6 separate regions of the Mus musculus genome follow, and all the other regions are linked to region 1. Evidence: chromatin contacts called from public ChIA-PET, HiChIP or PLAC-seq and promoter capture Hi-C data. All regions are on one chromosome and are shown on one strand. The core of a region is the stretch at or near the end of the contact, and the rest is flanking DNA. Distances in the headings are between cores, read along the strand shown. Region 1 holds the start of Ikzf1 (IKAROS family zinc finger 1). Region 2 holds the start of Zpbp (zona pellucida binding protein). Region 3 overlaps Ddc (dopa decarboxylase). Region 4 overlaps Spata48 (spermatogenesis associated 48). Region 5 has its middle 29 kb from the start of Gm11998. Region 6 has its middle 10 kb from the start of Gm11998.

What was found. Promoter capture Hi-C pulls out the DNA fragments that hold promoters and counts their contacts. ChIA-PET counts read pairs in DNA pulled down with a chosen protein or histone mark. HiChIP or PLAC-seq counts read pairs in DNA pulled down with a chosen protein or histone mark.
Region 2: a contact with region 1 is called in an RNA polymerase II ChIA-PET map of memory CD8 T cells, with 2,554 read pairs. The contact joins the promoter of Zpbp here to the promoter of Ikzf1 in region 1. A contact is called at or near these places in 14 of 39 promoter capture datasets (the 3T3-L1 cell line, 3T3-L1-derived adipocytes, the C10 cell line and 8 more), 2 of 15 datasets of contacts at CTCF or cohesin (large pre-B cells and thymocytes), 21 of 484 Hi-C or Micro-C datasets (B cells, the Ba/F3 cell line, CD8 T cells and 10 more), 17 of 115 datasets of contacts at active chromatin or transcription factors (the 230-238 cell line, CD8 T cells, the SCID.adh cell line and 12 more) and 5 of 9 other capture datasets (adipose tissue, embryonic stem cells, liver and 2 more).
Region 3: a promoter capture Hi-C map of pre-B cells shows a contact between it and region 1. The contact joins the enhancer-like site here to the promoter of Ikzf1 in region 1. A contact is called at or near these places in 2 of 39 promoter capture datasets (the C10 cell line and pre-B cells), 1 of 484 Hi-C or Micro-C datasets (embryonic stem cells), 1 of 115 datasets of contacts at active chromatin or transcription factors (memory CD8 T cells) and 1 of 9 other capture datasets (adipose tissue).
Region 4: a contact with region 1 is called in a promoter capture Hi-C map of the HPC-7 cell line. The contact joins the enhancer-like site here to the promoter of Ikzf1 in region 1. A contact is called at or near these places in 16 of 39 promoter capture datasets (the C10 cell line, the HPC-7 cell line, HPC-7-derived erythroid cells and 9 more), 2 of 15 datasets of contacts at CTCF or cohesin (CD8 T cells and pro-B cells), 33 of 484 Hi-C or Micro-C datasets (B cells, CD4 T cells, CD4 single positive thymocytes and 18 more), 22 of 115 datasets of contacts at active chromatin or transcription factors (the 230-238 cell line, CD8 T cells, DN3 thymocytes and 15 more) and 4 of 9 other capture datasets (adipose tissue, embryonic stem cells, liver and 1 more).
Region 5: a contact with region 1 is called in an H3K4me3 HiChIP or PLAC-seq map of the SCID.adh cell line, with 35 read pairs. The contact joins the enhancer-like site here to the promoter of Ikzf1 in region 1. A contact is called at or near these places in 10 of 39 promoter capture datasets (the C10 cell line, the HPC-7 cell line, cranial neural crest and 6 more), 1 of 15 datasets of contacts at CTCF or cohesin (CD8 T cells), 13 of 484 Hi-C or Micro-C datasets (B cells, CD4 T cells, CD8 T cells and 7 more), 13 of 115 datasets of contacts at active chromatin or transcription factors (the 230-238 cell line, CD8 T cells, the SCID.adh cell line and 7 more) and 2 of 9 other capture datasets (adipose tissue and liver).
Region 6: a contact with region 1 is called in a promoter capture Hi-C map of pre-B cells. The contact joins the enhancer-like site here to the promoter of Ikzf1 in region 1. A contact is called at or near these places in 8 of 39 promoter capture datasets (the C10 cell line, the HPC-7 cell line, HPC-7-derived erythroid cells and 6 more), 4 of 15 datasets of contacts at CTCF or cohesin (CD8 T cells, the G1E-ER4 cell line, large pre-B cells and 1 more), 64 of 484 Hi-C or Micro-C datasets (B cells, the BV-2 cell line, CD4 T cells and 36 more), 24 of 115 datasets of contacts at active chromatin or transcription factors (the 230-238 cell line, CD4 single positive thymocytes, CD8 T cells and 18 more) and 5 of 9 other capture datasets (adipose tissue, bone marrow-derived macrophages, embryonic tail and 2 more).

What each region holds. Positions count from the first base shown.
Region 1 is chr11:11,684,397-11,687,751 of GRCm38.p6, reverse strand. Ikzf1 (IKAROS family zinc finger 1) reads right to left here and starts at 1,827. Exons shown (of 8, transcript NM_001025597.2): 1 at 1,284-1,827. It overlaps Gm11999 (predicted gene 11999), which reads left to right and starts at 2,117. Exons shown (of 4, transcript NR_166812.1): 1 at 2,117-2,462.
Region 2 is chr11:11,460,561-11,463,915 of GRCm38.p6, reverse strand. Zpbp (zona pellucida binding protein) reads left to right here and starts at 1,497. Exons shown (of 8, transcript NM_015785.2): 1 at 1,497-1,852. The coding sequence starts at 1,552. It overlaps Spata48 (spermatogenesis associated 48), which reads right to left and starts at 172. Exons shown (of 9, transcript NM_001347068.1): 1 at 1-172.
Region 3 is chr11:11,884,987-11,888,341 of GRCm38.p6, reverse strand. The region is part of intron 1 of Ddc (dopa decarboxylase); the gene reads left to right. It overlaps 1700042O10Rik (RIKEN cDNA 1700042O10 gene), which reads right to left. Exons shown (of 4, transcript NR_045178.1): 4 at 3,021-3,355. Among named protein-coding and RNA genes, the nearest start is that of Ddc, 11 kb to the left of the region's middle. Within about 2 kb of position 1,506, at least 50 of the 459 cell types and tissues checked have an H3K27ac peak or open chromatin away from gene starts, as enhancers often do. A contact at or near this core is called in pre-B cells, where this site is marked.
Region 4 is chr11:11,498,557-11,501,911 of GRCm38.p6, reverse strand. All of the region lies in intron 7 of Spata48 (spermatogenesis associated 48), which reads right to left. Among named protein-coding and RNA genes, the nearest start is that of Spata48, 36 kb to the right of the region's middle. Within about 2 kb of position 1,796, at least 13 of the 459 cell types and tissues checked have an H3K27ac peak or open chromatin away from gene starts, as enhancers often do. A contact at or near this core is called in B cells, CD8 T cells, the CH12 cell line and 5 more, where this site is marked.
Region 5 is chr11:11,527,115-11,530,469 of GRCm38.p6, reverse strand. No RefSeq gene overlaps it. Among named protein-coding and RNA genes, the nearest start is that of Gm11998, 29 kb to the left of the region's middle. Within about 2 kb of position 1,554, at least 75 of the 459 cell types and tissues checked have an H3K27ac peak or open chromatin away from gene starts, as enhancers often do. A contact at or near this core is called in the 230-238 cell line, CD8 T cells, the SCID.adh cell line and 9 more, where this site is marked.
Region 6 is chr11:11,545,513-11,548,867 of GRCm38.p6, reverse strand. No RefSeq gene overlaps it. Among named protein-coding and RNA genes, the nearest start is that of Gm11998, 10 kb to the left of the region's middle. Within about 2 kb of position 1,612, at least 28 of the 459 cell types and tissues checked have an H3K27ac peak or open chromatin away from gene starts, as enhancers often do. A contact at or near this core is called in CD8 T cells, DN2 thymocytes, the G1E-ER4 cell line and 10 more, where this site is marked.

The DNA of each region.
Region 1 (3,355 bases), core at 578-3,077:
TGTACCTTAGGGTGCTGATCCGAGTAAGCAGATGAATCTTTGTCACGGATATCTGTCCCCGTTTAAATTTTGAGTCATATACCAAGGAATCTGATTTGTCACTGAAACAATTTGGACACCTACTAACATATTATGAATAATGTTTTAATTGTTACTTTGAAAATTCCATAAAAAAGAATGAGTTCAATCTCATAGAACAAATATCTTCAAACAAAGAAACTGAAGCAGGCTCTGGGATTTTCTTACTGACTTCACCCCCCTCTCAATTCAGAACCCCAAACGAACCAATTCTTAAAAGCATTTCAATGTCTATGAAAAAATATTTTATATATATATATATATATATATATATATATATATACATACATATATTATACGTTTTCGACATTAAAAAAAAAAATTCTTCTACAGGTAGGTTGGACCAGTAAAGGGCTATTTCCCTAACACCAGTTTGGTTCTGTAAGTTTAAAACAAGGCAGCTCAAAGATGAAATAGGTTGTCTGCAGCAGGGAGAGAAATTACGTGTGGGTTACTTGAGCAAAATAGCACATTAAAATTCAATCTGGGTGGGCTCCTGCCCGAAAGAAAACAGAAAATATTTCTGGCTCAGACCTTTTGAATTGATGCCCCTTTGGGTCACCAGATGCCATATCCTGCACTTCCAAATTAGAAGGAAATCGAAGGCTCATAAGATACCTTGGGAATCACCAGTGATGCTTAGCAATTTTAAAAAGCACATTTCAAATAATGTGCAAGCGTCCTGATGCCTATTTGATAACAGGGTCTCCTTGCGATAGTCTCATGACCTGTGATCAGACAGTGCGATGAGAAAAAGTATGTGTTTCAATACTCAGATCATTTTTGTTTTGCACAAAGCAAACTCAGACAGGATCTTATCAGTAAAGCAAATAGCTCTCGCATCGAAAATAAGGAAAGTCTTTACTCATGAGTTTGAAAACGCTGGCTTCCGTAATCTCGATAGATATGTCGATATAAACCTAAACATAAAAGCAGGACATTCTCTTCGTGGGACCCCGGGCTACTCAGAAGTGCCTCAACTGGCCTGGTCTGCACCTGCAGCCCCAGCCTAAAAAGGCAGAGGCTTTGACCTAAGTCAACGCTCTCACAGTCCTCAGAAAGAAAAAGATAGACGTGAGCGACACGGACACTATGGATTTCGAATGACTTTCCTTTCTTTCCTATTCCTAATTGAAAAAAACAAAAACAAAAATCCACCAGTTATCCCAAGTTTTTCTACTGAAATTTAATTCGAAAACACTCACGTGGATTTGTGCGCCGCGCTTTGGGGGCCAAGAATGATCCTGGGGCGCGAAGAGCAGCCGGGGATCTGGGGGCTCCTGCACCCCGCGGGACCTACCGGGTCTCCGGCAGCCGCGGCCGAGCGTCCCGGGATGGGCTGTACTGCGCCGGGCTGCCCCTGTCCCCGGCCCGGGCGCGGCCGCGCAGGCACTTGTTAGAGTGCCCTGCTAAGTTGGCTGCGGAGCAATTCCCAGCTTTCTTTCACAATGACTTCCTCAAGTTGCTCACTCGCATTGTTCCCCATTTCTCGCCACACTCCCCGCCCCCCGCGGGCTCCGACCCGGCTCCGAGCCCCTGGCAGCCCGGCTGTCCCGCACGACAGCGCCGCCCCGCTGCCGGGGCACCTGGCCCGGGCTCACCGCGCCGCCACCTGCGGCAGCCCGGAGCGCGCGCCCCTCGCCCCGCACCGTGCAAACTTTGGGTTGGCGCTTGCGACTCGCCTCCCGCTCGGCTTGTCCCACAGCCCACCCGGCCTGCGCGCACGGCACGCGGCTTCGGGACCCTGACGGGGACACTGAGCGGGTCAGAGGGAGGCACCCTCCCGTCCCGCGCCCGCCCTCGGGTCCCGCCTTCAGACGGCAACTCCGCGACCCGCCGGGCCGCGCACACAAAGTTTGCAGCCGCACGGGGCTCGGGCCCGGCCGCCGAGGGTAGCCGGGCGGCGGCGGGCACCGGCCGTACCTGCTGGCGCCGCCGGCGGCTGCAGCCCGCTCGCCCGCGCCGGGCCCGCTCGGCGCGCCGCCGCCACCCCCGCGCGCAGCGCGCCCGGGCCCTCCCCTTGGCGCCAAGCTTCCTCATTCCAGCGCAGCATCACGCCGCTGCCCCGCGCGGGATGCGGCGGCCCGCGCTTTGCCCGCGGGCCGGTCCGGCTCAACCGCGCCACTGCGGGACCCGCGCTCGACCCGCAGGGGTGCGGCACGTGCGGGGCCGGCGGGGAGGGGGAGGGGCCTCCCTGCCGCAGCGCCACGCGCGGGACAGCCGGGACAGCCGGGCGGTCGGGACACAGGCTCACTCGCCCAGTCGGGGAACACGGGACACTGTAAGGCACTTTCCCCGGTGTCTAAGAGCAACCGCTGCAAGCGCACAGCCGAGTCCCTGAAACTGGGACCCGTGGGCTCCCACGTTCGGGCTCAGACCCCAAGGTACTGATGCCCACCCTAGGGGGTGGGAAAAGTTGATCCTGTGCGAGTGAGGAGAAGGTGCAGTTCATTTTCCCAGACAACCAATGGAATACCTCTCGCGTCTCTTCCCTCCCACCTGCTCACAGAAGAAGTTAGGATGGCGCCTTCCATCCCGGCCTGTGTGCACACGCCAGCGTGGAAGGGGTCTATGGACAGAGGTGGGAGCAAGGCAATCCTACACCATGCTCCACGGCGCCGCAGACCTCTCCCTGGCGTGTCAGGCACGGAGTGCCTGCGTAGAGACAGGACTGCAGCCTCTGATGGTGCTCACACTCTACAAAGAGCCCATCGTCTTTCTGATTAGCTGGGCCACACCCGAAGGGGGCCAGACAGGCGTTAACCCTGAGCACAGAGGGAGAATCTTTAATTCCATACACACTGCCTGGTGTCCCTGCCTGGGTAGGGTGGGGGTGGCGGTGGCCTTGCCTCACCACTTTTCAAAACCACTTAGAAAGGCACAAAATAAAACTCTGGAGTACCCTTGAGAGGAGTGCAGGCAGCTATAGTGTTTGGGAGGAAGGCTCTGGGCCTCAAAGGGATAGGTTGTGCTGGTGGAAAGGAAGACACAGGCTTCCCAGGTGGCAGGAGGAGTGAGCCACAGGGACAGGCAGAAAATGTGACTCCAGGGCAGCTGAGCGTGGTCGGGGACACAGCTGTCCAGATAGTTGTGGCCTGGCTGCCATAACAGGACCCATGCACCTCGATGACATGCTTGGCCTCTACTATTCTTGAGAGAAGGCCTTTCAACACATAAAGTTTTCTTGGACGGTTTAGGCAACATCTACCAGTTTGTTTTTGGAGATGTGCCACGGTACAGAGATCCTAAGCCAAGTCAACTTATGGGTCAAGCCCAG
Region 2 (3,355 bases), core at 248-2,747, 220 kb after region 1:
TAGTAATATTTCCATTATACCTTTTTCTCCAATGCTCAGGAAACCAATACACACACACATGCACACACACACATGTATATGTAAAAATTTAACATGTTCATATTTTGTGGGCAAGATAGTAACTGAAAGAATATACTGAAGTTGATGTAGTGAATACATATACAGTCTCTCTCTTTCATATATACTCTCTCTCTCTCTCTCTCTCTCTCCTACACACACACAAACACACACACACAAACACACACAAACTAGAAATAACTTTTCGGGTTGGAATAAATTATAAACATTGGTATATGTTTAATTTAAATACGCTAACAAGGAAGATATAGTATACTGATTTTTAAGAAAAATAATTCATAAATCATAGCCAATGTAAAAGTCCATTCTTAAATGCCTTAAATTATCTGCAGTTTCTTTAAGTTACCACAATTCTTAGAACGAAAACAATGAGGTATTTATGTTATTTCAGTAAATGGCAGCATAAAAAACGATCTATTTTAAACGATAAGCATAGCAGTCCACTTAAGAGCTGTTTTTTAACTAGACAATTTGGTTTTGCATGAAAATTGCAACTAAGTTTAATTATTACAATCCGAAGGGTAATAGCTCACACCTCCTTAAATAAAGAAGGTAAGCTTCTACAAGAGTCAGGTATAGAATATTTAAATCAGATCAATTGTATGATAGTAAGGATAAGCAGAATGTAGCCACGACCACCTATGATGATGACTGAAAATTTGCAATATACAACAAAACAAGCAATAACGTTGAAATAAATGGGTAAGTTTTCAGCATAAGGTCCTGGACAGTTTATCCAAAACACGAAGGTCAGTAAGTTTTTACTCCACTCCGTATTACCCATCTCTTCATATTAAAAGTGAAAACATTTAACAGCCTGCTTCTAGTGTTTCTATATATTTGTATAAAATTTATTTTTATCCTAGTTGGACTATCATTAAATCCTTCCAAAGGCAGAAAAGATGTATGATTCTTTCAATTTAAATACATTCTCATTCTAAACGGTCCGTGAGCTGGTTCTTTATGTTTTCCTGAATCCAAGTTGAGGATGATCTTCCAAGCCGAGTACTGCATGAAAGTCAATGTCATCTAAGGTCTATTTCCTCCATTTTCCCATCATGCCACTTTTTAAGGCAATACCTTTAATTTCTCCTAGGTGTTCACTGCATGCATTTTCTATTAAGTCCCACACACTGATAATGCACAATCGTTCGCATTACAACAGTCAGGAACTTCATGCATTGGCATTACTATAGCCAGGAAGTTTATGAGAGGTGTACATTCATTAAGTCATCCGTTCTCAGGATCTGCTGCCATTAGGCACCTAAAGGCTGAAACTCAATCCACTGCTAAGGTAATAAGAGGGGCTTCTCCTCTGCACACAGACACCACGGGAAGGCAAAGGTTAGAACTTTGCGACACAAGATTCTTCTCGCTTTGGAATCTCAGACCAGCCAGGTTCTGGAGGGTTTCCTTAGTGGTGCGGGGCCTCGAAGTCAAGGGAGCCCCTAGGGGATCGACCTCTTGCCTCCCATGTGTACCCAAGCTGGGTCCCAAGCTAGCACACCTCCCGCACATCACCCGAGCGGAAGTGGCGCGTCCGTCGGTCCGTCCTTCCGGCCTGCCGTCTGCCAACTTCCGGCGGCGGGTGGGCGCGCGCCAGGTAACGACCTTCTGCGCCGAGGCTCGGCCGTCGGCGGCGTGTGGATGGAGGCCTTGGCCCCGGGCCGGGCTCCGCGGGGCCGGCGGCGGGCCGGGGCCTCGGGCTCCGTGCTCTCGCCGCTGTCGCTGGCCGCCGTCCTGCTCTGCGCCTTGCTGCGGGCGCCCCCTGCAGGTGAGGCTCGGCGCCGCATGGCGGGAGCTCTGGCTGCCGCGGCTCCTCACGAGAATTGCGTTGGCCCCGTGTCACGTGACTCCGACTACACAAGGACACCCTCTCTGGCAGGGACAGCCCCAGTGAGCCTAGTTTTGTGTAGGAATCTTGAAAACTACATTTGCATAGAAAAGACCTCTGTGGGCTCGTGAAGGAGGCCCTGCTCCAAGAGATTATCCGAACTTTAAAAGTGCCTTAATAAAACTTCAGTTCGTGGGTCATTGCCAGCCGTGTGTTTCAGAGCGAGTCTATGTAGCTCTGTATAGTACTGAATTTGTGCTGTGAACCTAGTGAGCTTTTAGACCATCCTTGATAGTGCAGCGCCCTCTGTTGGTTCTGGATGTAAAATGCAGGGTGTAGTTGGAAACACGTATCCTAGTTTCAAAAATATATATCGGAGAAAGAAATGAGCGCTTACTAGATTGGCTTTTTAGCTAGCAAGGTTTGGTCTCTCTCCCTCTCCCTCTCTTTATGTTGAAATTGTAGACTTACTAGCAATAATCTGTGTCCCATAGATCCTAAATGTACTAAAGGTACATTTGTCAGAGTTAAAGTTTATTCAAATAAGAGAACTATAAAGTAACCAAGGATACAGATGTAGAAGAAGTGTGAAGAAAGGGATACTGTGGTTAAAGGAAAGAAATGGGGCATGCTTACTAGTTTTTTATTTTTTTTTTAACTTGACACAATCTGTAGTTACCAGGGAATAGGAAACCTCAATTGAAGATTTGACTATCAGATTGACGTATGAGCGGTCTGTGGGGGTATTTTTCTTAATTGCTTTTGATGTGGGAGGGGCCGGTCCTCTGGGAGGTGGTGTCATCCCTGGGCAGGTGGTCCCAGGCAATGTCAGAAAGCAGGCTGAGCAAGCCAGAGGAAGCTAGTCGGTAAGCACTATTCCCCCGTGCTTCCGCTTAGCCTGCTGCCTCCAAGTCTGGGTTTGAGTCCTGGATGCCTTTGCTTTCCTGGATCGGAAAGAGAGGCCCCTTGGTCTTGCAAACTGTATATGCCTCAGTACAGGGGAACGCCAGGGCCAAGAAGTGGGAGTGGGTGGGTGGGGGAGTGGTGGGGGAGGGTATGGAGGACTTTTGGGATTGCATTGGAAATGTAAATGAAGAAAATACCTAATTAAAAAATGTAATACTAAAACAAAGCATAACAAAACAAAAAAGGAGAGAAATAACCTGCCAGGGGAAATCAGTCCTCACTAGTCTTCTCCCAGGTTGATTTGGGGCGTGGTGTTTATCACAGGCACAGAAAGGAAGCTAGGATGGGGAGAGGGATATAAAAGATTACTCTCATCGAACACTAAAGTTCAAGTGATGGGCACAAAGAGTCCTGTGAGAATAGATTGTCTAATTATTCTGCGTGAAAAAGATGGAGTTGAGTATGGCTCTTGGCCTCATACGTGGTAATGAAATTTGTGTTTTTGTTTAAAAACATTGCCTGACTTTCCTTTTTTTT
Region 3 (3,355 bases), core at 257-2,756, 200 kb before region 1:
TCTGAAATACAGGGTTCTTAGCAACACAGTGACAGACCAGCAACTGTGCTGACGAATTGAGAAGTCAGTGTTTACCATTGACCTCATTCTTGAGAGAAAATTGAGACTATCAGAAGCGGGTACCAAAGGGCACCAAATAAACCCACAGTGCCAGGTGTCAGTGTTTGCAAAGACAATAAACCAATATGAGACTATTACGGAGAGGCAGTCACTAGAACACAGACTGAGGGGGTCTCTAGCCTACAGGAAAGGCAAGTGAACTGTGAGACTTGGTAAACTATTGGCTATGCTCTGATTTTTCAGATAGGCATATGGAGAAAGTCAAATACAAACAGAAAAAAAAAAAAAAAGAAAAGAAAAGTGATCTCTCAGTCCCAAATGTTATCTTTTTTTCTTTTAACGTCACAAATGTCATGATTTTTTTTCTAGTTTTCTATAGCTTGGGTCACAGCATGGTGATATGATTAGAAATAGTATTTCCCCAGGAGAACAGAGCTGAAAATCATTACTTAAACTCTATACACTGTCAGCCAAGAAAATATTTAGATGCTTCATGGTTACAAAAGAGGAAATAGGAAGGAATCAGTGGCCCCTTTCTCATCTGCAGAAGGGCAAGGGTAGGGAGAACTGGCACACTGTGAGCATCCTGAGCATCATTACAGTTCTGTGTGGAGTGTGGAGTGTGGAACTGTGGGTATCTCACATGTTGGAAATGGAGTTCAAAGGACTGTGGTTTCTATACTTCCAAGCTCATATGTCCCATTTTACTACAGGACATGGTGGTTATAGGAAGTGAGACCTTGTGGGTGCTTTGCTCTGGAAGATGGGAATGCGGTGAACCCTCATTCCTTTCTCCATGGACACTGCAAGAAGCCAATAGTGTGAGCCTGGGATAGGCACCTCGCCTGAAAGCCAATGTGATTTCAGAATCCTAGCGCCTGCAACTTTATAAAACCATTGTTTGTGGGGTGTAAGCCACCTGGTTTGCCATGTCTTCTGCCGTGGCATAAATGGGCTAATGTGAAAGACTGGCTATGGTTACATCTCAACAAGTGCTGTCTAGGCTTCTTGTTTTCCTTCGTAATGAACGTGGCCTCTTACCAACGAATGTGCCTCAGAAGCCAGTATATTATATGCCCTGGGAGGCATTTGGGCATCATGACTGTGCCTGAGGCTCAGGGGATGATCAGGCCTCAAGTTCTGATGCCGCTTTAGGACACTTTTCTAGCGGTTGTCAGGCAATGGGCATTTGCAACATCTGTTAAGATGCTTAGAGCTCATGCTAGTTCAGTGGTAGTAGGAGCCAGAGCCTGAATTCCGCTAAAACGGGACCTTGCTAACAGGGTACTCTGGTTCAGTGGAGTGGTTCGGTTATACTGTTATTGACAGGTGACAAGACATCTAGTGGAAGGTCCTTAGGTCACTAGGATGTCCCTGAGAAGGAGACCGTGGGATCCTGATCTTTTTTTTTCTCTTTCTTTCCTGCCTGACCAGTGGCCAGAAACACATGCTACCCAAAGATAAACCCAAATCAGACATGAGCATACACTTGAGCTCTGAGTGCTGTCTCCATATTCCCTGGCTCTGACTTTTAGAAGATCTGTAGTTAGTGCAGGCTACTTCTCAAGACTGAAAAGGAAATGGTGGGTAGTTACAGACCGGCGGCAGGCTTTCCACTTGATAAAGGGAAGCTTGTGAACCATAGGGCAGAAATGCAGCAAGATCATGTGAGGGAGTGGCCTCTACAGCCAGAAAAAAAAAAAAAAAAAAAAAAAAAAAACCCATGTGCTGCTGCTGCTGTTGCTCAGTGAATTTCCCCTCTTACTTAAAACACTAAAACACCCAAATTTGAGTCTGGTGTAGAGCAGACTAGTCTGTGGTTTGTAAACATGGGAAGTGGAAGCAGGAAGAATAGGAGTACAAGACCATTCTGAGCCTCAATCTAGCCTGGGATGCAGGAGGCAAAGCAGAGAGAGAAAAGGGGAGCAGTGGGAAGGGGAGGGGAGGGGAGGGGAGGGGAGGGGAGGGGAGGGGAGGGGAGGGGAGGGGAGGGGAGGATTCTCACATCCCACCCCCCTCCCCTGCACAATACTTCCCTGCTGCCTAATAAAAGTTTTTCCTGAGTGCGACTGGGCTGCAGGCACTCAGCATGTAGCCTCTTTTCATCCTACCGATGGCACTCCTGGGGGTGTTTTCATGCCTGTTTGCCTTTGCAAAAATTGACAGGAAACCTTAGAAAGGTTGAAGGTTGAAGTCTCCATGGTAATTGAAGATGAACCCTTGACCTTGGATCACCTGACACTGGCACATACCAAGCCCCTCTTGAGTCAATTTTGACTATTCCTGTGCTTCACAGTTAACAGTGGGGGAAAAAACGCTGGCCAGAAAATTCATTTAAAAGCATTTCATTAGCCAGCATCTTCAGAGTCTAAAAAGGCTTAGGGGACTTTGGAGTTTGTTGTTGTTGAGATGAAGTTTCAGATAGTCTTTCTTCAAATTATTAGCAATTTCTCATGGCTAGAAACATTTCTTATGGTTTCGGATGGAAGCATGGAAATGTGAAATGGTAGGCAGGACCATGCATGGGTGTTTGGAACTTCTCCGTCCTTCCCTCGGCCCACAAGACCTTACACCCTGACACATGCCACAGTAGGATGTACATGTCCCTTCAGTGAAGCAGGCTTCAGATCCACAACCGGAAGTCTTCACCAAGGTCCCACAGAAGTAGAATTACTGTACTACCTCCCATTCGATTTGTAAGAATGTAAGTAGGGGCCTAGATTGGACTCTAGGAAACTGGCTATGGCAGAGGAGTCCAAGAAGAGAAATTGCAGAGAGTAAAAACTATAGCCTGGGCATGGTTAGAATGATCTGATCACAGAGCAGATGAGGGTGTGGTTGTGGGTGTCTCTACAGTAGCTATGACTCTACCAGGGATGTGATAAGCAGCTTTTTGAGACATCATAAAAGCACGGTTGGATCCAATATACAATAGAGCAGAAATAAAATATTTACAAGGCTGAACGGATTCATTCATTTATTTATTCACTTATTCTCGGTTACCAAAGGACAACAGTGGAACAGAAAGCTACAACAATAATAACTTCATAACTGAGGGTTGATTGGGGGTTCTTATCTTCCTAAAGCCCATGAGTATAGAACTGTGCTGACCGTCGCTCCTATGATAAAGCATCCAGGGAGGTGCCTGGCTCCCCACACGAGCACCAACCATGACAGGGGTTCCGTGCAAAATCTATGCAGTGCAGCTGCTGCCGAGACAAATCAGGTTGTGTCAACAGAAACCCTTTTAGGGTCTGGAGAAGTGTAGGCCGTTGGCCTTATCACCGTCTACATC
Region 4 (3,355 bases), core at 547-3,046, 190 kb after region 1:
TCTGTGTGTGAATATAGACACACCATGACATATATCACAGACTTCATAGACACATAGATAAAGGATCATCAAATCTCCAACACTGGTGTTAAAAACCAAAGAGACAGTTTACTTCCTATACTTTAAAAATACTTGGATTACTGTTCCATCAGGATATGTAGATGTTAGAAGGTGAGCTATGCTAATACTAGAGGTGAGCACAAACATGGGATAGTTGTATCAGCTCTGGAAAATGACTAAACAACTGGTTTGAGAATGCTGCTAAATTTTCACCTTGTAATCTATTAGAAAGGAATCTCCATTAAGGAAATAGTTTTAAATCATGAAAGACATATGTAAAAATATTTGAGGGGATTATGTATAATAGCAAAAAGAGAAAGGAAATAATTTATATATGAATTTAAATCCCTCAAGTACACTACATTTGAAAGAACAGAAATGGTGTTTAGGAAAGTCTATTTCACAATCATGCTGCAATGCAGAGGTAGTGCTTGCTCCCTGGGGCATATCACAGCAATGGGTGCTCCTTGTGGCATATCACAGCAGTGGGTGCTCCCTGGGGCATATCACAGCAGTGGGTGCTCCCTGGGGCATATCACAGCAGTGGGTGCTCCCTGGGGCATATCACAGCAGTGGGTGCTCCCTGGGGCATATCACAGCAGTGGGTGCTCCCTGGGGCATATCACAGCAGTGGGTGCTCCCTGGGGCATATCACAGCAGTGGGTGCTCCCTGGGGCATATATCAGCAAGAGTGAGAAGGGCATATGACAAGCGGGAAAGGTGAGTCTAATAGCAGTTATGTTCTCATGGGAGAGTTTGTGTTTGCTATTGTTTTCTGCACTCAATTCTTATTATGATCAAATTCAATTCTACAACAGAAATAATGAATTACATTTTAAACTGTTGAAGTGTTCTTCACCAATGTAGTCCAGATGACCTGATAACTAGGAAAAGAAGAGGGAGGAGGAAGAGAAAGGAGAAGGAAGGAAGGAAGGAAGGAAGGAAGGAAGGAAGGAAGGAAGGAAGGAAGGAATCACCTGAAGGAAGTTTGAAAGATAATGCCCTGCTAGGGGTGGGGGTGAGGGTGGGGTAGGGGCGTGGGGTGTTGATCAGGACACTGTAAATCTACTGGGTAATGTTTTGTGTTGCTGAAGGACAGCATTTTGGTAAATGTAAGGTCATGATTAAGCATCAATCTTCCAGACCCTAAAGAATATCACAGGGTACATTTAGGTAAGAAGTTCCTTTAAGCTGGGAAACTTCAAAGAAAGTCATGCTTGCATTTGAATAGGACATTTGTTTGTTTGTTTATTTGTTTTCCCCTACTTGGTACAAAATAAAAATTTGAATTTCCGTATTTGAGACTTTATTGAGATGAAGACATATTTTATAAATTCTATAATTTTGTTAGCCCAGTGTGATATTGTACAAAATACATAACATTTAATTTGAGACCTATCTGTAGGTAGTACAACTACCAAGTGGGCAAGCAGGAGATCAGCACAAAGCCAGATGCGGGGCTTCTCATTTGGAGCATGGAAGGAGATGGCGAGGTTCCCGGGGCACAAGGAGTTCAGAAGAGTTCACTAGAAATCTATTTCGCGAGGTCGGTGTGGACACACACACAGGCATTTACTTCGCAGTTGAGTGTATTAAGAACGACACTGTGTGTCACAGCATCCATAAACACTTCATGATAAAAATGGGCAACATTTGTTGTGTTAAAAGGTTATGATTCTGTTAAAAACCAGAAAATCAATCACGAGAAGAAACTTTGCAACCTGGGACGCCCTCTAGCGCTCATATCGGAGAAACACAGCTAAATGTCAGTTGTCTATGAAAACACAAGCTTCAGCAAGATAAGGTAAAAGGCACTCTCCCAAGTTCTTCAAAGAAATGCCCTGTTTTTACATTTAAAAAAAAATTAAATGCCTCTTATTTTCGTTTCAGCCTCTTTTAAGAATGACTCCAAGGAAAGTTTGATTTCAAAAGCAAGGTTGTCTCACAAAACATTTCAAAGTTTAAGTATATACTTGAATAAAAAGAAACATTACCAAAATCTTATGCTTGGTGAACACTTTAAGGTTGGCTTTCTCCTTTCAATTTTTTAAAAGAATTATTGTTTAAATAGTAATGACTTCCTTGCAGAATTTATGGGAGAATTTTACACTGGCTCCCTCAGACTTGACAAATGGTGGTAGGTGTCATCAGCCTTTGGAGTGCTACATGTAAAAATGACATCTCCACAGTCATGGGTCAAAAAGCAAAGTCAGTTGTGTGTGTGTGTGTGTGTGTGTGTGTGTGTGTGTGTGTGTGTGAAATCGTCTGTCCACCAAGAGTTTTAGCTTGTTGGAGGCAAATTCTTTTCTATTTTATATCTATATTAGGACAGCTCTTAGCTCTTCCAGCCCTAGACAGACATGCTTAATTAAATTCCTCGATAAAACAATTTATATAAATGTACTAAAGCTAAAGTTAATTTTGAAGGATATTTTATAGCCTGACAGAGAGGAAAAAGGAATTAGGTTAAATTAATAATAGAAATAAACAAAATACAGGAGATTTTAAAAAACCAAATATTTAACAACAGAATATAGCAGAAGGTGATCCAATAAGAAATTTCTCTACTTCTGTTTGTGGGCATAACATCTTTTAAAAGATAAAATTAATTAACATTCAGCTAGTTGCAACAATTTATGCCATGACTATATGAAGTCCTTGGTAAGAGCTGTCAATCACAGAAACCAATGTGAGAATTTCTCTAACATTTGACAACTCTGTAGCATGGAAGAAAGATAATACAACCACTGTTTCAGATAACTGAATAAACAACATAACTTTAAAAATGTGCCCCTCAAAATGACCATTTCTTGTCCTTGTGTCTAAACAATGTAGTATGACAGCTACTTAGATGCATGTACAGTGTACTAGCTATCACAAGAAATCTAGGGAGGATGCACACAGTATGTTTTGCCAAATATTAAAGCATTTTATATATGGATTTGAGCATCTTCAAGTTTCAATATCTGCAGGTCTTTGGACCCAAATCCTCTGACCCTAAAGCAAAGCTCTGAGCCTGTATGTATACGCTATATACATTTTCTAATACTTTTATTAGGTATTTTCCTCATTTACATTTCCAATGCTATCCCAAAAGTCCCCCATACCCTCCTCCCCCCCACTCCCCTACCCACCCACTCCCACTTTTTGGCCCTGGTGTTCCCCTGTACTGAGGCATATAAAGTTTGCATGTCCAATGGGCCTCTCTTTCCACTGATGGCCGGCTAGGCCATCTTCTGATACATATGCAGCTAGAGACAAGAGCTCCGGGGTACAACAGCCATAAACAGTTGTG
Region 5 (3,355 bases), core at 305-2,804, 160 kb after region 1:
TGCAGGACTAATGCGTCAGTGGAATGGTTAACTTGAAGTGTTTGAAAGATATATCTTTCTTTGGGAGCAGATGTGAAGACCCCACACTGGCAAGAGTTTGCCTATGGGAAAGAGGAAGCTCTGGCTTGTGCTTTTGTGGTCAGGGTTGGGGGATGCAGTCAGTGTGGTGAACTGGGAAAAGAATAACCAGGGTATGAGGGGCCCTTTCCTATTGTGTTTGCAATTCAGACTGGAAGATGGTTGTGTTCCTGGGTCCCTAGAGATGTGTCTCTACATAGGGAGCAGTGAGCAGCTACGACAGGCACTAATTTTTATCTGGCATCCCTAATGCCTCTAGCATCTTCAGTGCACAGTTGCATGGGGTGGTTATTGGCAAATGTTTGTGAATAAGTGACTGACTAATTTGAAATGATTGAATAGATGATAGATCTTGATTGTAACTAAATGAAGCAGCAGCTCAAGAGGAATTCCGTTAGATTGGCTTGAAGGAGGGTAAGGTTCTCATTTCAGCACAGATTAGTATTTGAGAGGGGACCAGATAGTGGGAGCACATCTGAGAGGAGTTAGGGGAGGACTCAGAGTGAATGATTAAATGCATTGTACAAATGTATGAAGTTCACAAAGAATGAATAAAAATGCCTTTAAAAAAACAAACAAGAACCATTCATCTAAGTCTCATTTTCTGCATTGTAAAGTCTGGAGAGGAGTATCTACCTCACAAGATGCTTTGAAAGATGGATCAGTAGGTTTATGGGTTTGCAGAATTTGTCCTGAGCCTGTATCATGGGAATTCTTCAAACCAGGAGCACCCACTACATGTTAACATGCAGATTCACTTCCTTTTGTTTTAAAGTCACATATTCAAGTATATTCCTGAGTCAAATTATATTTGAGTTTTCAGATGCTTGGACAGGGCAGTATGTATGCACCATGCTTGCATGTACCAACTTCCATCTGGCAGACATCAGGGACAGGACCTGGCAATGAAGAGAGCCCACTACATGTATTCAGAAGGCAACACTGAGCAGGACCACCACAGCCCCCAGGTTCCGCACCCGGGGTTGGGGGAATTCTAAACGAGGACCCTGGGGCAATCCCCACTCTTCCTCAAACGGTCACAGGGTTTGCAGCAGATGCAGAAGGCTCTGGCTTCTCCCGAGAGGAAATGTGACCGTGGAGAGGCACTGGATAAAGGGAACTTCTGGGCAGACTTTGTCCAGAAATTTCCTGTTGAGTGTTTCACTTCACATTTAGGAAAGGATTGAGGAACTTTTGGGAATCAGTTCACAAAGGCAGAGGACTCAAAGAAACGCAAAGGTCCCGGGAGCTTCTGGTCACACAGCTGCACTGACGAAGGGCCTTCCTGGCTTCCTTGAGCTTATTTTATATCTTGTCTTTGTTCTTCAATCTTATGTGGCCCTGTGTACATTGAGAGGTGTGTGTGTGTGTGTGTGTGTGTGTGTGTGTGTTTTCTTTCCCTCCAGACTATAAAAAATGAACAAGCCCCGGAAGTGGTATCTCTTCCTGCTCACCCATCCTTTTTGCCTTTGTGAAAGTGCACCAGCATAACCACCTCCTACCGTAACGCTTCCCGTTTCTTCTACTCCTTCATACTGAGAACCTCGCCCCACACCGGACCCAGTGAGATTTAAAAATTAAAACCGGCCAAACCAGAGAATATAACACTTATGTTAAAGTACGCTTTAAAGCTGTGTGCCGAAAGGAGTCTGTATCTTCAGAAGGACGATTTTAGCTTTGCTCTGAATGTTTTAAAAGCAGTTTTTGGAAGATGGGAGAGGGTGAAAAAAGAATGCAGGTCTTTCTTTTCATTTCATGGATCCTTAACCCATATTTAATGCAGAGCCTGGATTTTAGACATAGCAAGTGTGCTTGTAATTATTTCAAACAGTTAAAAAAGCTAGTTAATGATGTTCAACATAAGTAATCATGTTAAATAGTAAAATTTAATTTCTTAAAAACTTAAATCCTCATATCTTCTGGAATGCATTGTACTGGAGGATGTCTGAGTAAATTAAATTCTCTCCTGCACACTAAAGCATCAATTTCCTTATGGTAATTATCTGCTAGATTGGATCTGTCAGAGGCCGGGAAGCAAGGCTGACATTATACCCTCTTTACAAAAAATGATTACAAAAAATTAAGACGAATGAGTAAAATTAAGGCTGTGGCTGGTAAGCCTCTATAAAGCTCTCATGGATCCTTCTACATAAGATACCATTGTACCCTGGACTAAGCTTTTAATGACTAGCGTATAATCAGGTGAAGTCCATTAAAGTGCAGCAGAAGTCACGATAGCAGAGATAACAGCGAGAAATGATTTTCCGCCAAGTAGAAGCAATTTATTATACACAAAAATGAATTTCTAACGGAAGTGTCTGGATGGATGAGGAACTCTGCTAAGGTGACAGGATTTCTTTCCTGGAAAGTTTCAAAGAGTGGTGGAGCACAAGACACACCATTGGCATTCTGGGAATGGAGGTGAGTGGAATCCCCGGCCCTGACAAAGCTTGCTGCAGTGTGACCAGTGCCTCCAGAGCCTCCAGAGTCCCACGGCCTCCAGAATGCAGTCCTCTGATCTAGGTTCCTCAGGGGTGAATCAGTAAAGCGATCTCTTTCGATTTTGTCCTGGACATCGGCTGATGGTAGTGTGGATAACTGAACTGTTTGTTGTGATTGTTGATCCAGCCATGTATAAAGCACTTAGGTAATATAATTGCATAGCTATCAGGGATGGTGCATTAGTTTAATTAACTGTGAAAGAGTAAACACAAGCCCCATAGAATCACAGGGAAAGCAGGGCATTAATTAGTCATGAAAAATGCATAATAGCATTCAAGATCTAGAGTGCATCACCCAGGTATCTTCTGAGTTTCATCTTTACTGCCCCAGAAGTCCTTACTCAGCTCCGGCTAAGCCTTTCCTCTCGGTTTGTTTGTTTCCAAGGCCCCTTTCTCCTTGTGTAGTAACCAAGACCACTGAGTCAAGTACCACTCTGCAATGATCCACCCCTCTAGAGCTCCATGTCATGATCTGTAAAGATAATATCACTAATGACATCACAGTATATAGGGTTTCTATGAAAGTGGCTTGATAGGTTACCCATCACTGGTGCTGTACGGTAGAAGTTTTAGCTGCTTGCACCATGGTATCTGAGTTCCTCTTGCTCTCGTCTGTGAGCACAGAAAATGTAGTTTGGTTCAAATTAAAGAACACATATGTGTATTCAGTTCACACATCTTGAATGAAGGGAAATGTCAGTAAGACAGTTCAGTAGGAAGCAGTGCCTGTGACCAAGTCTGCTTAGCCAAGTTTCATCCCTGAGATTCACATGGTG
Region 6 (3,355 bases), core at 363-2,862, 140 kb after region 1:
TCAGAGCTTCTTCACTTTTAAAATTAATTGTGATAAAGTGGATATGATACAAATGTGACATTTAAGTTTGAAGTTCTATAATTTTAAGTTCGTTCTACTGTTGAGCAACCACCATCAGCATCCCATGGATACCAAACTAAGCTTTATTCATTGAGTATTGATTTGTCGTCCCCACCTCACCCTTGCTTCTTATGAGTACCATCCCTCTTCTTACAAATTCAGGTCCAGTGGGCAAACAAGGAGCATCTTACCAAAGTGAACAAATATCCAAGTGTCTGCCTTTTGGTGAGTAGTGTATTTCACTTTGCATGCTCTCAAGCATCATTCTGGTGATGGTGGTGCCATTTTACACGCCCATTAACAGCATACACTGTCTCTGCCTTCTCTGAAACACTTTCTAGTCTCTGTTTCTTTAGTAGTAACCATCCTAATGCATGAGCTTACTGTCACATGGGTAACAAGCCCTGAGTTATATCCAAGTAGTCAGAATCTAAGAGGCAGGAGTTTAACACTCTCTTCTCATGATAATGGTGCTCTAACTCAGGTTTGCAGGAACTCCTGAAGATTGCATGGAACTCTTCAGCACAGGGTACTCCCTATTTGTCGGTATGGTGGGAGACACAACACATCTTCATTAGCAGTTGGTTTGGTTAAAAACAAGTCCATAACCTGGAACAGATAAAATCAGAACAACTCTTGACCTTTGGTGCAAATGTCAAGGGACCCGAATGTGGATAATTTTGGAAGGCAACTGAAGAGTTGAATTATGACTTGTCTTGATGCTTCCTGCTTTCGGTTGGGACTGGAAATGGAAGTGCCAAGCCCTGCCAGGAAGTCATCTCTCGTGGTTTTACTGGCCAGGGCTAATTTAGGAAGTGCTGGAAATCTTCTAGAAACCCCTTGGGAAATTTTTACCTTGCTTTCCTGCATAAAAAGTTCCACTTAGCTACAAAACCCTCCAGTGTGGAATCTGGGCTCCCTGTAGGCTTCTCTGGGCAAATCTTGTATTTGTTCCTAGTGTGAAGTGTGAAGCAGGGCAGCTCGGGTGACAGGGGACCTCCAGAGGATGAAAAATGATCTGAGGGCACGTGCTGGCTTGCTCAGGTGGTCACCCATCTCATCCACTCACTGCCTTAGGACCCGGTGGGAAGATTTCTATGTTACCGGGGAAGAGTGCAAGGCCAGAGGAGGTGGTCTGTTTTTCCAACTACCCAGTTAGGTGAGAAAGTCAACACAGAAACCAAATTAATCTACTTCCTTAAACTACAATTTTGCCATCTGCTCTTTGTTTCAGAATTATCAGAAATAATTTCTTTCTTAAAAGAGAGTCTACCTTTCACAGCCTGGTGCCAAGGAATCTTAATTTCTTTGAACAGGAAGCTGATATGTGTCTGCAAGGCCACACCAAGACAGACTGAGGCCTGTGGCCACCTTCGATTCCTATCTGTTTTTCTTCCCCCACTTGTAGCCCATGTGTTTCTCACAGCTCCAGTCCAGGCCTGCGTCTCCCTTATCCATACCCATCTTCTTTCTCGAGCACCCCTGTCACTTCTTCATTTAGCCAAGTTCTATTGTCCATCCAAGGCCCTGTCCAGGCGGTCCTCAGAGAAACCAGTTTCTTTTCCTCTTTTTTTTTTTTTTTTTTTTTTTGTGATACATCATGATCTCCCTGCCAGTTAGAGAGTGTCTTTTTTCACTTTTTTCACAAGAAGGTATGCAGGTGAAAAGTCTGATACAGGGACACAGTTGAGGTTGGTGAGACACAATGAAGGAAACTCTCCATGTAGATCAAAGGGAAGGAATAACGTGGGCTGGCCGTAGGAAATGAGTCAGATGAGGCAGCATTCAGATTTGGATGGTAACAATTTGAGACAAAGATAGCAGGGTTGCCAACCATAGCGGAACAGAGAGAGGGTGGGTTGGTCAGAGCAAGGAACAGTTTCTCCTGGCTAGGGGCAGTTTCTCCCAGAAGGACTGATGTACACAAAGGTAGAGCTGGAGTCAGACATGGAATCAGAGACCATCCCTGTCCTCCAGAGAGAAATGTGAATATAAGATCCTTAATAACATAAAGAACAAATAAGAGAGTATCCATCATTACTTATGCCAGATTAAAACCAACCACAGTTTATTGACTTATATTTAAATTGTTTTTGAGTTTACTATACTTAGTGAATCACCCAGACTATGTCTCTCCCCTTGTAGAGAAGATGGTTGAAGAACACAGATCAAGTCCGGTGTGTTTTCATTTAGCACCCACTTCTCAAAGATACCTAGCAAGTAAATGTTGAGAGAGCGAATTAATCCCTACCTTAAAATAAATATCCTATAGGCATATTTTTCCTAGTGATAATATTTTATTATTCATACTTGTTCAAGAGTATTCTTTAACGATGGAAGTAGGAGGTCTAAAATTCTAGTTCACTTTTCCTCCTTAAAAATCAACTTTAATAACTAAGAACTGTGTGTCCTATGAAAGATTAATACAGTTCAATTCCTCTGAAAAGTTAAAAAGGGAAAATATCTTAATTACTGTTGTAGCATTATATCTTGAAGATAAAGCAAAATTTGGTGTCTTTTAAAATTTTTATTCGGTGCTTCAAATATTTTGAGCAACATGGAAATTCACCGTACACATCCCACAGCATTTTTACTTAAAAAGGAAGTTAGAATCAAAACATCACTTTCTCCAAAAGAGTGTGTATGAAGGCCGGTAGCACCTGTGCATGAGTCATGGAATGGCTCTGAAGGCCATTTTCATACTCCCACCTTGAACAGGGTAAGGTACTTGGTACTGGCACATGGCAGGCCACTGAGTCAGAACAAGCTCTGATACTATGTCTTATCTGTTCTATGTCATGGTAACCTGATGCAGTCCTGAGTCCCAGTCACTAGAAGCTTCCCAGATCCTACCTAGGAGATGTGAGCTTCCTGTTATACAGTCTCCAAGCTGGGAGCACAAACACCTCACCTTACTGGACCTGGTACACACACAGTGATCAGGTTTTGAAGGTCCAATGCAGTCTTGGGAAGGTTTCTGCCCTTTGTTCTTGGTGACAAAACAAGAGCAAACTAGCCCGAGGTTAGTTGTGAGGAGACGAGGCTTCTTGAAGCACACATATTTCTATCACGTTATGGTGATGGTGTTGAGAAGGCATCTGCTTCTCCCCATCCTTATTAAGGATTTCCAGTAGGGGAAGGATTGAGATGGGCAGTGGGTCCTGAGGAAGATGGAGTGTGCCGGGCAATTTGGCAATGATATTGGGGTCAAGTAAGGAGTGAATTGTTTATACGAGGCAGAAGGATGCCAGGAGCAGGAATAGGGAACATCAGCCTTAAGTTTTCCCTTGTAGAT